Linked DNA regions of Mus musculus: region 2 is linked to region 1. Evidence: chromatin contacts called from public Hi-C data. All regions are on one chromosome and are shown on one strand. Each heading gives the region's core, a stretch centred on a gene start, on an enhancer-like site or on the middle of the called end of the contact. The rest is flanking DNA. Distances are from core to core; before and after follow the strand shown.

Region 1 (6,913 bases), core at 2,772-5,271:
AGTGCACACATTCACAGAGTAGGAGCTTCTACCAGGAGTCGGGAGGCAGAGGCAGTCCATGAGAAGCTCACAGGCTGGGTAGCATAGCCTATGCCGTAGTGAGTGTTTAGAAAGATCCTGTTTCATAGGAGGTACACACCACAGTGCACATTTGCTTATAGTCACTGCCCCCACCCACCCCTGTCCACACTCACACATACACAAGTTAAAAACAAGCAAACAGGGGATGGAGAAGATGACTCTGTAGTTAAGAGCAGTGATAACTCTCTCTGGGGACCGGAGTTCAGTTCCCAGCACCCTCATGGAGTGGCTCACAACTGCCTGTAACTACAGTTCCAGGAGATTGGATGCCCTCTTTTGGCCCTTACAGGTACCCATACACACACAGTATGCATATACTCACTCAGGCACTCATTCATACACACACACAAAATAAAATCTTAGAAGAAAACAAGATAGAAACTTACAGGTGTGCACTCTTGTGCTAGCATCTTCTTGGATGCTATGGCAACACCAGTTTTCTCCTTACTAGTTACCAATCTCCACGTTCAGGCTTGTTGACTGTCACTCAGGGTGTCTGACCCCTGTGGACCAGAGACCCTCAGGAGCAAGGCACAGTGTTGCCTTTTGTCTGAGTCTCTGTTGCCTTCATGATATTGTAGAAGACAACAGCCACCAGGGACATCAGACTTCTTAAGTTATTTAGATTCAATTCAATCAAGTCAAGCTTCTAGACCCTCAGTCATACCAGCCATGTTTCAAGTGCTCCTTAGCTTTGAGTGAACACTGAGCTGGACCATACAGACACAAATCACCTCCAATTTAGTATGCAATGTCCTGCTGGGCAACGTGGACACATGGGTGGCAGAGACTCCATGTGGGTGTCTGTTAGGTAGGAGAGACAGGGAGGACAGCCAAGAGCATGATGGAAGAGAGAAACCAAGGGACAGTAATTCCTAAAAACCTAATCCCTGAAGCCTCCCTGCGCTGCTCTCATGCTTGCCTATCCTCTCTTTCCTCAGAGATGTTTTAGAGTCTCACAGAGATGTGAAGACACGCATGTTGTGTATACACAGGATTTGGTGGACTAGATGCCCATAAGGACTCCAAATGAACTAGAAGGTTACAGGACTGGGGCTGGGGCGGTAGCTCAGACTTAGAGAATTTGCCCAGCATTCACAAGGCCCTGTGCTCAAGCCCAACACTCCTAACAGAGAAGAACTTACACCTCTCAGCAGGTCTCACATACTGCTACTGAACAGGCAGCCATGTTCACAGTTCCTGTGCACGACCCACAGACCATCACTGTGGGTCCTCAGGATCCTGTGCTGGTTAGCTTTTGTCAACTTGACACAGACTAGAGTCACCCAGGAAGAAGGAGCCTCAGCTGAGGGATTTTCTCCATTAGACTAGCCAGTAGGCATATGTGACTTGACCACCCAGTTCACTGTGGGTGGTGCCACCCCCAGGCAAACCAAGAGGAGCAAGCAGTATGCAGAGTTTCTTCATTGTCTCTACTTCACTTCCTACCTCCATGTTCTTGCCTTGACTGCCTACCTTGTCTTCCCTCCGTGATGAACTTCAATATACGAACCCTTTCCCGAATCGCTTTTGGCTGTGGTGTTTATCATAGTATCTGAAAGCAAGTTAGGACACATCCCCATTTGACAGATGAGGAAACCAAGGAACAGGAGGCTAAGTTGGAGTAAAGGGAGTGTCCGAGGCAAGCAGGTCTGCTTCTGGATGCCAGAGTGGCAATCTCTGTGCTTATAGTCCAGTCAAGTCTAGGAATCATCCTGAAAGTACCACCCCAGATCCTTGAAACATACAGGGCGTTTTCTTCCTTCTCAATTCACTTTCCAAGTGTCTTCTGGGTTTGGAAGCTGAACTGGGGCCTACTGAAGAAGCCATGATGTCTTTGAATAGGATCTTGATGGGGGTAAACATCTGATCTCTACAGGGAAGAATAATTAATAATTAATTATCATAACATGACATGGTCATGTAAGGAAGTAAGGATTCTGGTGGCTCCTACTGAGTTTGACTCAGGACAGGGACTCCTACAGAATCTCAATATATACTAATTGAGCAATGCCAACGAGACCAGGCTGATGGTGGGCAGTCTGCTCTTGATTCAGGAGGAAGCAGTGAGCTGAAGGTCAAAGCTCCTTTGGCTAAAGGAAACAGTAGCCAGCATCGCAGGGAAAATAATGGTAGAGATTACCATAATACTTCTCATCCCACTTCCTGTGTGAATAACTGCTGGGTACCTAGTTGCTAAGGTTCACGTCTTGTCTGTAAGGAAGACATTGTTATTCTCATGGGAGCAAGGTGGCAGTGGAGTTTCAGGCCTGCCTCTTTCCCCACCAGGTTTGCAGAAAGGTAGGTAGTAGTCTCCAAACTTTTGATACTCACCCCACCCCAGAAGGGTGCCATGGTGGCTTCTCGGTTTCAATAAGAGAGGAAGAATGCTGTGAGTATAGTTGTTCTTGAAGAAGCAGACAAGCCACAAAAGAACATCATTTTGGGGAAAAAAAAAAAAAAAAAAAAAAAAAGGCTCAATTTTACTCATCAAAAAGGCAGACAGGGTGGGGGTGGGGTACACACTGTGACTCTCAAAGACTTGGCTGGGAGCAGTCAAAACACTCCTAAGTTGCAATCTATGAGATATTTTTGTTACATGTTATTATTGGCGAGGGCTGAATATAGCCCTGATAATTTTTCAGTTCAGTGAACAGAGAGACGAGGAGCCAGGGAGGTAGGAGGAACTAAGGTATTTCAGGAGTCAGACCCTTCTAAAAATAGGGCCACGTTTGATGGTGGGAGCTCTGAGCATGTCTCCCCTTCTCCTCCTGTACCCGTGATGTGGGCTTTGATGTCTACTCCTTTCTGTCTAGCTTGCCTGTCTTCTCAGTAGCCCCTGGACCAACTCAACATGTTAGCCATGGCTGGCCTTAAGCTCCCCCCCAAATGTGTTTCTGTCCTGATGTGTCCCAAGTTTGTCTGTGGTCTTTCCAATCCTTCTATTGTTGGAAGATTAATTTATTTACCCCCTCAGCGTCCTCTGAGGTGGTGCCTACTTGGGCACTACCTTGTGCCCCCTCCCCTATTTGAATGGACTGTTTTCTTCCTCTCTATTGCCCTGGGAAACCATAGCAAGTGACCCTGGTGTTCCAGTCCTCTGTACATGGCTCTGTCTGTGGTGCGGGACCATGAGTATCAGAGCCATGGGTGACGTCTGGTTTATCTTTGATATGGCAGTGACTGATGAATGAAGAGGTACACTTGCTGCATGGTTCTGTAAAGGGATTTGCGATATCCCTTCAGGGTGCCTCATGACCAAAGCGATGACATGGGCCAAGGGTTGCCTTTTGTGTAAACACCACACCCACATGTAGAGACACACATCCATAAGTCTCTCAAGGATCTGGCTAGAAAACTGCCACAAGATTATGATGATGTGGACTCCAAGAGCTGGCAGTTCCCAATCTCTACTGAATTAAGTCTCCTGCCTTTCATCTGAATGAGTCAGAAGAGCTTTGTCCAAGGAACCAAACATCACCAAGTGAGATAGTTGTCCAAAGAGTGGTGGTGGTAGTGTGTGCACTCTTTCTCTCTCCCTCTCCCTCGTCCCCTCTCTCTCGGTGTATGTGTGTGTGTGTGTGTGTGTGTGTGTAGCGATATATTTATAAGCAACCTGAACATTTAGCAAAGACCTCTCTTCATCCCTGTACTCGTGCAATTCTGTTTTCAAATTCCTTTAAAAACCCAGAAGGAAAAAAAAAAGTGTGTTAAATTCAAATTGCCGCTCTCCTGTAGAATTATGTGAAGAAGTATGCCAACAAAGGTTGAGGCCAGTAATTACGTGGCAGCCGAGCTCTTGTTCTTGATTCTCATGCAAAGCACTGCCTGATCCCAATTAGCACGGGCTTGTTTTTGCCTCTCTTGGTGTGCTGCCTCCTGCCCACCTTCCGGGGACTCCTCCCTGTGGGTTATTTGTTCAGACGCAGTTCCAGACACACCACTGTGATTTCCTTCTTAATAAACACGATCCAGTGAGGAACGGAAGACAATGAGAGGCACCTGCGCTGCTATTATAACTTCTCGTTCCCGCCCACCAGCAGAGTGGGGCTATGAATAAGTGAGAGCAGCCAGTCTAAGAATAGTAACAGCACTTTCCCATAAACACACAGTCATAAAACTTCTGCTCACACCAAGGAAGGACAGGCGTACCAGGCCGACACCATTGTTGGAAACTTGGTAGGAATGTCACTCTGAGGGCCAAATGTTTGCTGTCCATGACCCAGCCAGTGACTGAGGACAGTCCCCATTCCATGCTACAAAACAAAACAAACAACAACAACAACAACAACAAAACAGCCGAGCATTCCTGAAATTGTGGCAAGTCCTAGATAATGTCAGACGGGGGAGAGTCAGAGCAATGGTAGAGAAAAAGATAAACAAACAAACAAACAAAACCATAGGCTGTGGTGTCAGAAAACACAAATTTAGGTTTGTCTTAGTGTAAGAAATATGTATTAAAGTGGGGCAGTGGGGAGATGTCTTGGTCAATACATCTCCAGTGTCTGCTTTGCAAGTATGGGAACCTCAAGGTGGACTTGCAGAACCCACAAAAAGACCTGGGTGCAGCAGCATGCTCCTGTGATTCCAGCATGGCAGAGGCAGAGAATGGAGGGTCAGGGGACAGGGAGGGTATGCTGCTGTTCAGCCTGTCTGCATGGATACTGTGAGAGATGCTAGCTATGGCCACAGTGATTTAGCCCGACTGCATGGATACTGTGAGAGATGCTAGCTATGGCCACAGTTATAGTTACTAGGTTTTTACAGAGATGTTATCCACAAGGCGGGAGCCTAGAGATGAGGACCACACTGGCCAGGTGATGGAGAGGAGAGCAGATCTAGGGAGAACACACATGCACACTGTTAGTCTCATGGGGGAAATTGAGTCCTGTCTCTGTTTCGCTGTTTCTTGAGGGCCTTGCGGGGTGGGAACATACATTCAACAAATCATTTGCCGTTGGCATCATTAGAAGGGTCCTTCTGAGTGTCTTTACATGCGTGCCTACCATCGTTATTTCTAAGACGGTTTGTCACCCGGAGCAGAACAGGAACCGCTTTGGCCTTGCTGGCTCTGAGGTCTTTTATTAAGTTGGATCGCTGCCTAGCTTTCTAGTGTGGTGTCTCTGTTTCTGTCCGTGTTACTGCCCCTCTCGCCAATCCACTCTTTGGGGGACCCATTCTTTGGGGGAAAAGGAGCAAATTTTAGAAGCTTCTCTAGAAGGAAGGCTTCCCACATCAGCATGCTAACTCTCAGGCGTCCTCTAAGCCCCCACTCACATCCACTAGGTTGCGGCTGCCTCCTCTTCAAGCGTGCCGTGTAGGCTCTGGCCGGAGGGCCTTTGCACTCGATGGCTGCTTCTTCTGGGTGAATGCTCTGCCAGTGACATTACTCCCTTCAGGCCTGCATTCAAATGCTGCCTTTCCTGAGAGCCCTGTCTTGAATACTCCCGGTCAAAAATGACACACCTGAGCCTTCTCATTTTCTTCACTCAGCTTATTTCCCCCACGGTATTTATTGAACATCTGTCCCAGCTGTCAACAGATGACCTGTCTTTGTCGTACCCAGCTGCCTTGGCCCTGCTTAGGACCAAGAACTGGTTCCCCTGTGCCGGCTGGCACCACGACAAACTTAGCCAGTAGAGGGCACTAGAGGGACACTGGAGGCCTCAGGCTCTGGTGTGAGGTTCTCTGGAGGCATCTCCCTGTGGGCAACTCAATCCTGTCCCCTAAACAGGAAACGTCCTAGCGTACTCCTCCTCCTGGGAGACTCCAAGTGACTTTCATGGATGGGCATCTCCAGTGTTATCCTGACCTGGGACTAGAGAGCGGCTTCCCAGAGAGTCTGACCTTCATGGAGTCACCAGCCACCCAGTGGCTTTTCTCCAGCCTTACCCCTAGAGACCCTTGCAGGATGTCCTTCTAGCTTGGGCACACTGTCTCAGCACTCCCAGTGGCAGACTCCTGGACTTGGAAAGAGTTCTCTGCCCCTTGATAATTCACACCCTACTGTAGGTAGTAATGTTTAACTTGGAACTTTTTTTCTGTCAAAAGAAGTGTGACGTTCCAGGCCCCCATCTGGTTCCTGGCTGACATGGTAAATGATCTATTGGGAACGAATACATAAACATAGAAGAGGACTTCAGTTGAGGAGGATTGTATCTGTTAATTACCCATTTCATATAACAGTCTCACAGAATGCAAAACCTTGTTTCGTTTACTTACTATGCCACCAAAGGCTAGGATGCACACTCACTGTTATGAGCACTGAACAGTTGTTTGGAGGTTGGAAGGAAGTAGCAAAGTAAGAAAGAGAAGCAGGGGTAGGGGAAGGGAAACAGAAAAAGAGCAGAGCATGGATGGATGGATGGATAGATGGATGGATAGATGGATGGAAGGATGGATGGATGGATGGATGGATGGATGGATGGATAGATGGATGGATAGATGGATGGAAGGATGGATGGATGGATGGATGGATGGATGGATGGATAGATGGATGGATGGGTGGATGGATGGATGGATGGATGGATGGATGGATGAAAGGATGGATGGATGGATGGATGGATGGAAGGACAGAGCATTTGGGTGAATGAACAGATGAATGAGCAACTGAAGGAATTGATGGATAGATTGGTGGGCAGACTGTAGGATGGATGACTGGGTAGATGGATGGATAGATGGACAGGTGAACCAATGGATGAGTTGCTGGCTTTCTGGATGGATGAATGGATGGATGGATGGATGGATGGATGGGTAGGTGGGTAGATGGACGGGTGGATGGGTAGTTGGGTGGATGGATGGGTGGATGGGTAGGTGGGTATGGGTAGGTAGA
Region 2 (6,472 bases), core at 83-2,582, 600 kb before region 1:
GAAGAAACAACGCAGAGCTGCAGACCAGCAAACACTGTCTGGCATGAGTCTCAAAGTTAGATATATGCATATACAAATGCACGCTTGTGTTTATGGATACCAAGATGGTCATGGGGGAGATGCTATTGCAGAAAAGTCCTCTTGAGTGCCATCTCGTGAAGCTGTTTTGGAATTGCTGTTAAAGCATTGTATTTGCCCATCAGTGGCAGAGCTTACGGTTATAAATCATCTGAACTTCTGGTAATAGTTCACTTGATTTGTGTCAGTATGGGCTTCCCTGTATCACATGTATAGTCAAAACTCCAATGTCATGGAGTCAAAACTCCAATGTCGTGTTTCCATCCACATTGAAGGTCTGGATGACACGGCGAGGCATGAAGAGAGACTCAGAGCAGCTCAGGCTTGGACCTGATGGCTGGTTAACACCCATCTGACACTTTCTGATGTGGACAGCTAGTAAATATTCTAAGACTCTGAGGCCATGTGTTCTTTATTAGGACTTGGGTTACACGAAAGGGTTTAACCTCAAGACTCCTTCCAGATAACCAAATCCACAGTTGTTCCCGTCCCTTATATAAAGCAAGGTACTGTTTACAGATAACCCACATGCATGCCATTAGATATTTTAATCATCTCTACGTGATTTATAATACCCAACACAATATAATTTTTTATTATTTATTTTGACTGTTTTGAGACAAGCCTGATGTAGTCTAGGCCGGCCTCAAACTAAAAATGGCCTTGACCTTCTGATCCTCCTTGCTCCACCAGTTCAGTACTGTGCTCCCAGGAGCGACCACCACATCTAGCTAAATGCCTTAAAAAATCACTATCGCATGATATTATTAAGGAACTTGTGATAAGAGAAACAAATATATACATGTTTAGCTCAGATACATCCCCCCTAATATTACTGACCCATAGTCGGTTGCCTCTGAGCATGAGGAACCAAAAGATAAGTGTATTCTGCCATGGGTCACAAAAAGTATTCAAGTTTTCGCAGATCATGCTTAATAAGATGGGGTCACTTTGTCCTAGTTAAACTTGACTTGCACAGATAGGTCAAGGACAGGGCTCGGCCTTTCCTTGAAGTCCAGCAAGGGACCTAAATACAACAAGATGCCTCTAAATATTAGTATACTCTTTCCTGGCTTGAGGGCACAGTTACAGGATTTTGGGGCATTTCAGTATCAGTGGGTGTGGCTGTAAATTAGGACAGCAAGGATCTAACTCTGGAAGATGGCCCGAAGTCTCCAGGAAAAGAGCTATGCTGACTTCTTGCTAGCTTTCTTCCTGGGCTGTCTGATGTCTTGTCTTCAATGAGCATATTTTACTATTGCTCCGAAGAAGATGTTTTTTTACATGCACACGCTTCAAGCGTTTTGCTGACTCAGAGGAGAACGTTTCATTTTAATCCCCAACATGGAAGCTATTTGCATTTTTTCAATAACTAGCTGCAGTTATGATTCAGAATTAAAGCTTAAACCACAAAATAACACGAAGGAGTTTAGGCCCCCGGCCTGCGATGCTTCTAGGAAGGTAAGGTCATGACTTCCTCTTTTGAAGATTTAGCTGACAGGGACATGAGTAAAGAGAAGGGGAGTGGTTTGGGAAGAACTGCCTTGGGTACTTGTGTAAAATACCATCTCCTCTCTTGTCGCATGAAAGATTCTCTGTGTGGCCTCCTGTAGATAGGAAGTACCTGTGCTGGTATACAGAAGGTGCTTATAAGTGTTTATTAAAAGGGCCACATACATCACCTTCTCTTTTCCCATAATGCCTAGCTCAGGGCCTGACATTGATGCAGATACCCTCTTAATCTAAGCAAACAGATAATGTGCATATTTGTGAAAGAGCTTTGTCTCCAGGTCAGGATGCCCAGTCTCGTTCCAGGTCCCGAGCACATGGCTTTCCCTAAGTAAATGATAATAAAGAGACACATTTTCCTGGAGGGCATCATCCTGAGTGAGGTAACACATTCACAAAGAAACTCACACAATATGTATTCACTGATAAGTGGATATTAGCCCCAAACCTAGGATACCCAAGATATAAGATATAATTTGCTAAACACATGAAACTCAAGGAGAATGAAGACTGAAGTGTGGACACTATGCCCCTCCTTAGATTTGGGAACAAAACACCCATGGAAGGAGTTACAGAGACGGAGTTTGGAGCTGAGATGAAAGGATGGACCATGTAGAGACTGCCATAGCCAGGGATCCACCCCATAATCAGCATCCAAACGCTGACACCATTGCATACACTAGCAAGATTTTATTGAAAGGACGCAGATGTAGCTGTCTCTTGTGAGACTATGCCGGGGCCCAGCAAACACAGAAGTGGATGCTCACAGTCAGCTAATGGATGGATCATAGGGCTCCCAATGGAGGAGCTAGAGAAAGTAGCCAAGGAGCTAAAGGGATCTGCAACCCTATAGGTGGAACAACATTATGAGCTAACCAGTACCCCGGAGCTCTTGACTCTAGCTGCATATATATCAAAAGATGGCCTAGTCGGCCATCACTGGAAAGAGAGGCCCATTGGACTTGCAAACTTTATATGCCCCAGTACAGGGGAATACCAGGGCCAAAAAGGGGGAGTGGGTGGGCAGGGGAGTGGGGGTGGGTGGATATGGGGGACTTTTGGTATAGCATTGGAAATGTAAATGAGTTAAATGCCTAATAAAAAATGGAAAAAAAAAAAAGAAGCTATAATGGCAACATTGGCATTTTCTGCCATTCAAATTACTTTAAAAGAATAAGAATATACAGCTCAAAGTTCAAAAAAAAAAAAAAAAAAAAGAGACACATTTCAGGAGTCTCCCGAAGTGCTACCGTACAAGGGAAATTACCTTGAGTCGGGCGACATGATTAACCTAAATTAACCTGAGATAGCAGTGTGTGAACATTAGCATAAGCAAGAGAGACATCAGTGTCTCTTGTCTGCCAAGGGAGTAAACAGAGTTTTTCCTCAATCCCAGCCTTCATTCGCTGTGGGCCTGTCGGTGCTGTGACAAAATAGGAGAAAAAAAAAAGGAAACATTTCAGTGTGACCTCATTTATAAGTTTTCCTGACTTGTATCAGCTTCTCTTAATTTCTGCATGATTACAGTTCTGACCTCTACCCAGACTCTGCCTAAATATGATGCCGTCTTTGTAAAATAGACATCAGACAGAGCCTGCACAGAGAGCCGGTTCTGTGGGTTAAGTGTGTGCTGTGCAAATATGAAGCCCCGAGTTCAAATCCCCACCACCCCCAAAAAAGCTGGCAAGGTGATTTGTGTTTGTATTCCTGGTGCTAAGGCAGATGGCAGAGACTGGAGAAGCCTGGGGGGGGGGGGGGTTGCTGGTCCACCAGTCTAGCTAATCTGAAAGCTCCAGGTTCAGTGAGGGACTTCTTCTTAAAAAGGGGAGGTGGAGAACAGTAGGAGACACCTAAAGTTGACCTCTGACCTCTACACATATGTATATTGTATGTTGATGAGTGTTCCTATGCATAGGCACACCACACACGTACACATACACACACACACACACACACACACACACACACACACACACACACACACACACACACACAAACAGAGAGAGGGGGGCAGTAAAACAGATAAAATGAAAACCAGAGGTCTGAGCAATAACACTGTTTGAATTTCAGGACAATTGCAGGAATCATTAGATATTATCTTCTTTAGGGATTTGGCATGTTCTTCGTTAGATTGCTATCAGGCCAGGGGAAAAACAACCTCTTTATTATTTGAATCAGTTTCCAGCACCTCATGAATTAGAAGCTCACACCCGAAGGAGTATTTTCAGCTTAATGGAAACAATTTATCTAACACTTCCAACTCTTTACAAGATTCTACATTGATAGATGGACGTTTCTGCTATGTAGGTACATTCCATAGTAGCTTGTTCAACACAAGTGAACATCTGTATTAAAAAAAAAAAAAGCCAAAGCCAATAAAAGACAATTTTTATCTAATAAGGTTACATTGCAAATAACCCCCCAAATACGATTTTATGTATTGTGTTAAAATCAAGCCCAGGAGGTAGCAAGTGGGCATATTTGCTTTTAAACGACACTTCATGGGTTGGCTTGTGTTTAATGTGATGAGATGGTATGTATGTTCACGGTAGGCGAGAGCTGATGTCAACGAAAATAGCATTGAGTTGCTCAATAATAAGGGGACCATGTGCTTTGCAGAAGTGTTTTCAGAACTGCTTAAGTAATCATCAAAGATACTCTCCAGAGTCCCCACCTATTCTGCAAAGAGAAGGTTGCCCCCTTGAAAAGAAAGTGTGGACAGGTCACTTGAAAGCTCATAACCTGATGTGGCTCCTGCCAATGACTTCCTTGGAGGAGAAGATGGCCGAGAGCTACCCGGGGCCTTCTGAAGAGCCCCCACCCCCCCTAACAATCTAAGTCAGTCCTGGGAGATAGTGCCTTTTTTAGTGCTGGACGGAAGCTTTCCCTGTGTTCTTCTGATTCGTCCACCTCCAGCGATAAATCCCTACGTCCAGGACAAAGGCGATAACTTCTTATAAGTCACTCAGGTGGGTTCTTTTTGTATGTGATGGGGTGGAAACCCGGGCCTCAGGAATGCTGAATGTTGTGATTTGAATATGAATCCCCCCCATAGGTGCATATGTTGGATCTGAGTCCCCCCCCCCATAGGTGCATATGTTGGATCTGAGTCCCCCCCCCATAGGTGCATATGTTGGATATGAATCCCCCCATAGGTGCGTATGTTGGCTATGAGTCCCCCCCATAGGTGCGTATTTTTGATATGAGTCGCCCCCATAGGTGCATATGTTGGATATGAATCCCCCCATAGGTGCATATGTTGGCTTTGAGTCCCCCCCCATAGGTACGTATGTTGGATATGAGTCCCCCCATAGGTGTGTATGTTGGATATGAGTCCCTAGCTGGTGTTACAGGACTAGAATCTTGTAAAACATTTAAGAGAATGAAGCCTGACAAGAGACAGTGGGTCATTGGACTGAAGCCATCAAGTGTAACAGACTGAGCCCCACCCTACCCCCATTCCTGATCTATTCAGATATGGCAAGCCATGCTACAAGAACTACAGAGGCCCAGCAGTCATGTTTTCTTGCCATAGTAGATGGCATCCCCCTGAATCTGTGGAGGTGAGACCTTGTGCTCTTAAATTGCTTCTGTTGAGTATTTTGTCAGTGATGAGAAAGGTACTTGACACAGGAGGGAAGCACGGTACCACCCAGCTACCAACACCAAACTGCCACCACCGAGCTACTACCACTGAGCTGTCTCCCATTTGTCACCCCCCATGTGTTCGTTCCAAAACTACATCTTCCTCTGCCCTGATCTACATTGAAGCCACTGCTCGATTCTCTGTTTCCTACATAGTAACTTCTTACTAAACACTTGCTGTGTATGCATATGAAAAGGGAAGTCCTTGATCCTTCCAGAATAAGTAGAAATCAGAATCAAGTGAAGAAAAAAAAAAAAGAAAGAATCACTTTTAAGGCTGATGATATTTTCTGCAAGATTATGTTTTGACTGAAACAATAAGGAGATATGATAACTGGGGAGTGGGAGGGTTAACAGCTATAGGATGTTGAGTGTTCAACCAGGACCTCAGTGATGTGCCAGAGATTCATGCTAAATAGCAAGGATACAGCTGTTTTGGTACCCACTCATTCAAGGGTCCAGTGGTGGGTTGTTTTAGAAATGGCTGAAAGTGGTTCAATGGCACACCTACCCAACTATCAGCAGTGTGAATCCCTGATCTTTGCTTCCTCAGTGACTCCTAACAAGTCATTTAACTTCCCAAAGTCTATCCCTAGCCTCAAGTGTGCAGAAAGCCACACCCCCCTCCAAGTGGTGAGGTGCCAGGACCATGGAAGGGACTGGTGAGGGCCTCCTTTAGTACATCCAGGTTAGGAAGAGATGTGTTATATTCTTGATCAACATAAAATCCTTGCAGCGTCTTCATCTATCTTCTCCTGTTTCTTTTTGTGTTTTATAATGGACAGAAAATCTTCAAGTTCCATGATAGGATGCGTTCAGATCAAATGGCATGAAAACTATACCATGATGGGTTCTGAATACACACGTGGACAATTTTTTTGTTGGTGGTGGTTTTGTTTTTGTTTGTTTATTTGTTCTCATTTAAGAGCCAGGCCCAGGATGACTCACTGAGGCTCAAACACTATAGCAGTGCTGTCCAGAGGAATCCACTCAGTCAGGGGGAGGAATCTTTGCTCTGTAAGTGTCCCTTGGCTCTGGTGGCCATTCCTGCTTGCACCTCACTATGTGGACAGATAGATAATCTCATGGCTTTGCCACTCACAATGTCAAAAGTCAACCATGAAGTTTTCTTTCCTCTTCTGTATCCTCAAAGTCAGACTCTTAACTCTCAAAATACAAACCATTTCTACAGATGACCTTTATCATGGATGTGACCAAGATAGCTCACAGAAGCAAGTTA

What was found. A called contact is a pair of places that touch in the nucleus more often than the background predicts.
Region 2: a Hi-C map of Th2 cells shows a contact between it and region 1, with 2.8 times the contacts expected there. The contact joins two enhancer-like sites.

What each region holds. Positions count from the first base shown.
Region 1 is chr8:114,970,384-114,977,296 of GRCm38.p6, reverse strand. All of the region lies in intron 8 of Wwox (WW domain-containing oxidoreductase), which reads right to left. Among named protein-coding and RNA genes, the nearest start is that of Gm39257, 13 kb to the right of the region's middle. Within about 2 kb of position 4,021, at least 36 of the 459 cell types and tissues checked have an H3K27ac peak or open chromatin away from gene starts, as enhancers often do. A contact at or near this core is called in Th2 cells, where this site is marked.
Region 2 is chr8:115,563,666-115,570,137 of GRCm38.p6, reverse strand. No RefSeq gene overlaps it. Among named protein-coding and RNA genes, the nearest start is that of Gm39256, 78 kb to the left of the region's middle. Within about 2 kb of position 1,332, at least 14 of the 459 cell types and tissues checked have an H3K27ac peak or open chromatin away from gene starts, as enhancers often do. A contact at or near this core is called in Th2 cells, where this site is marked.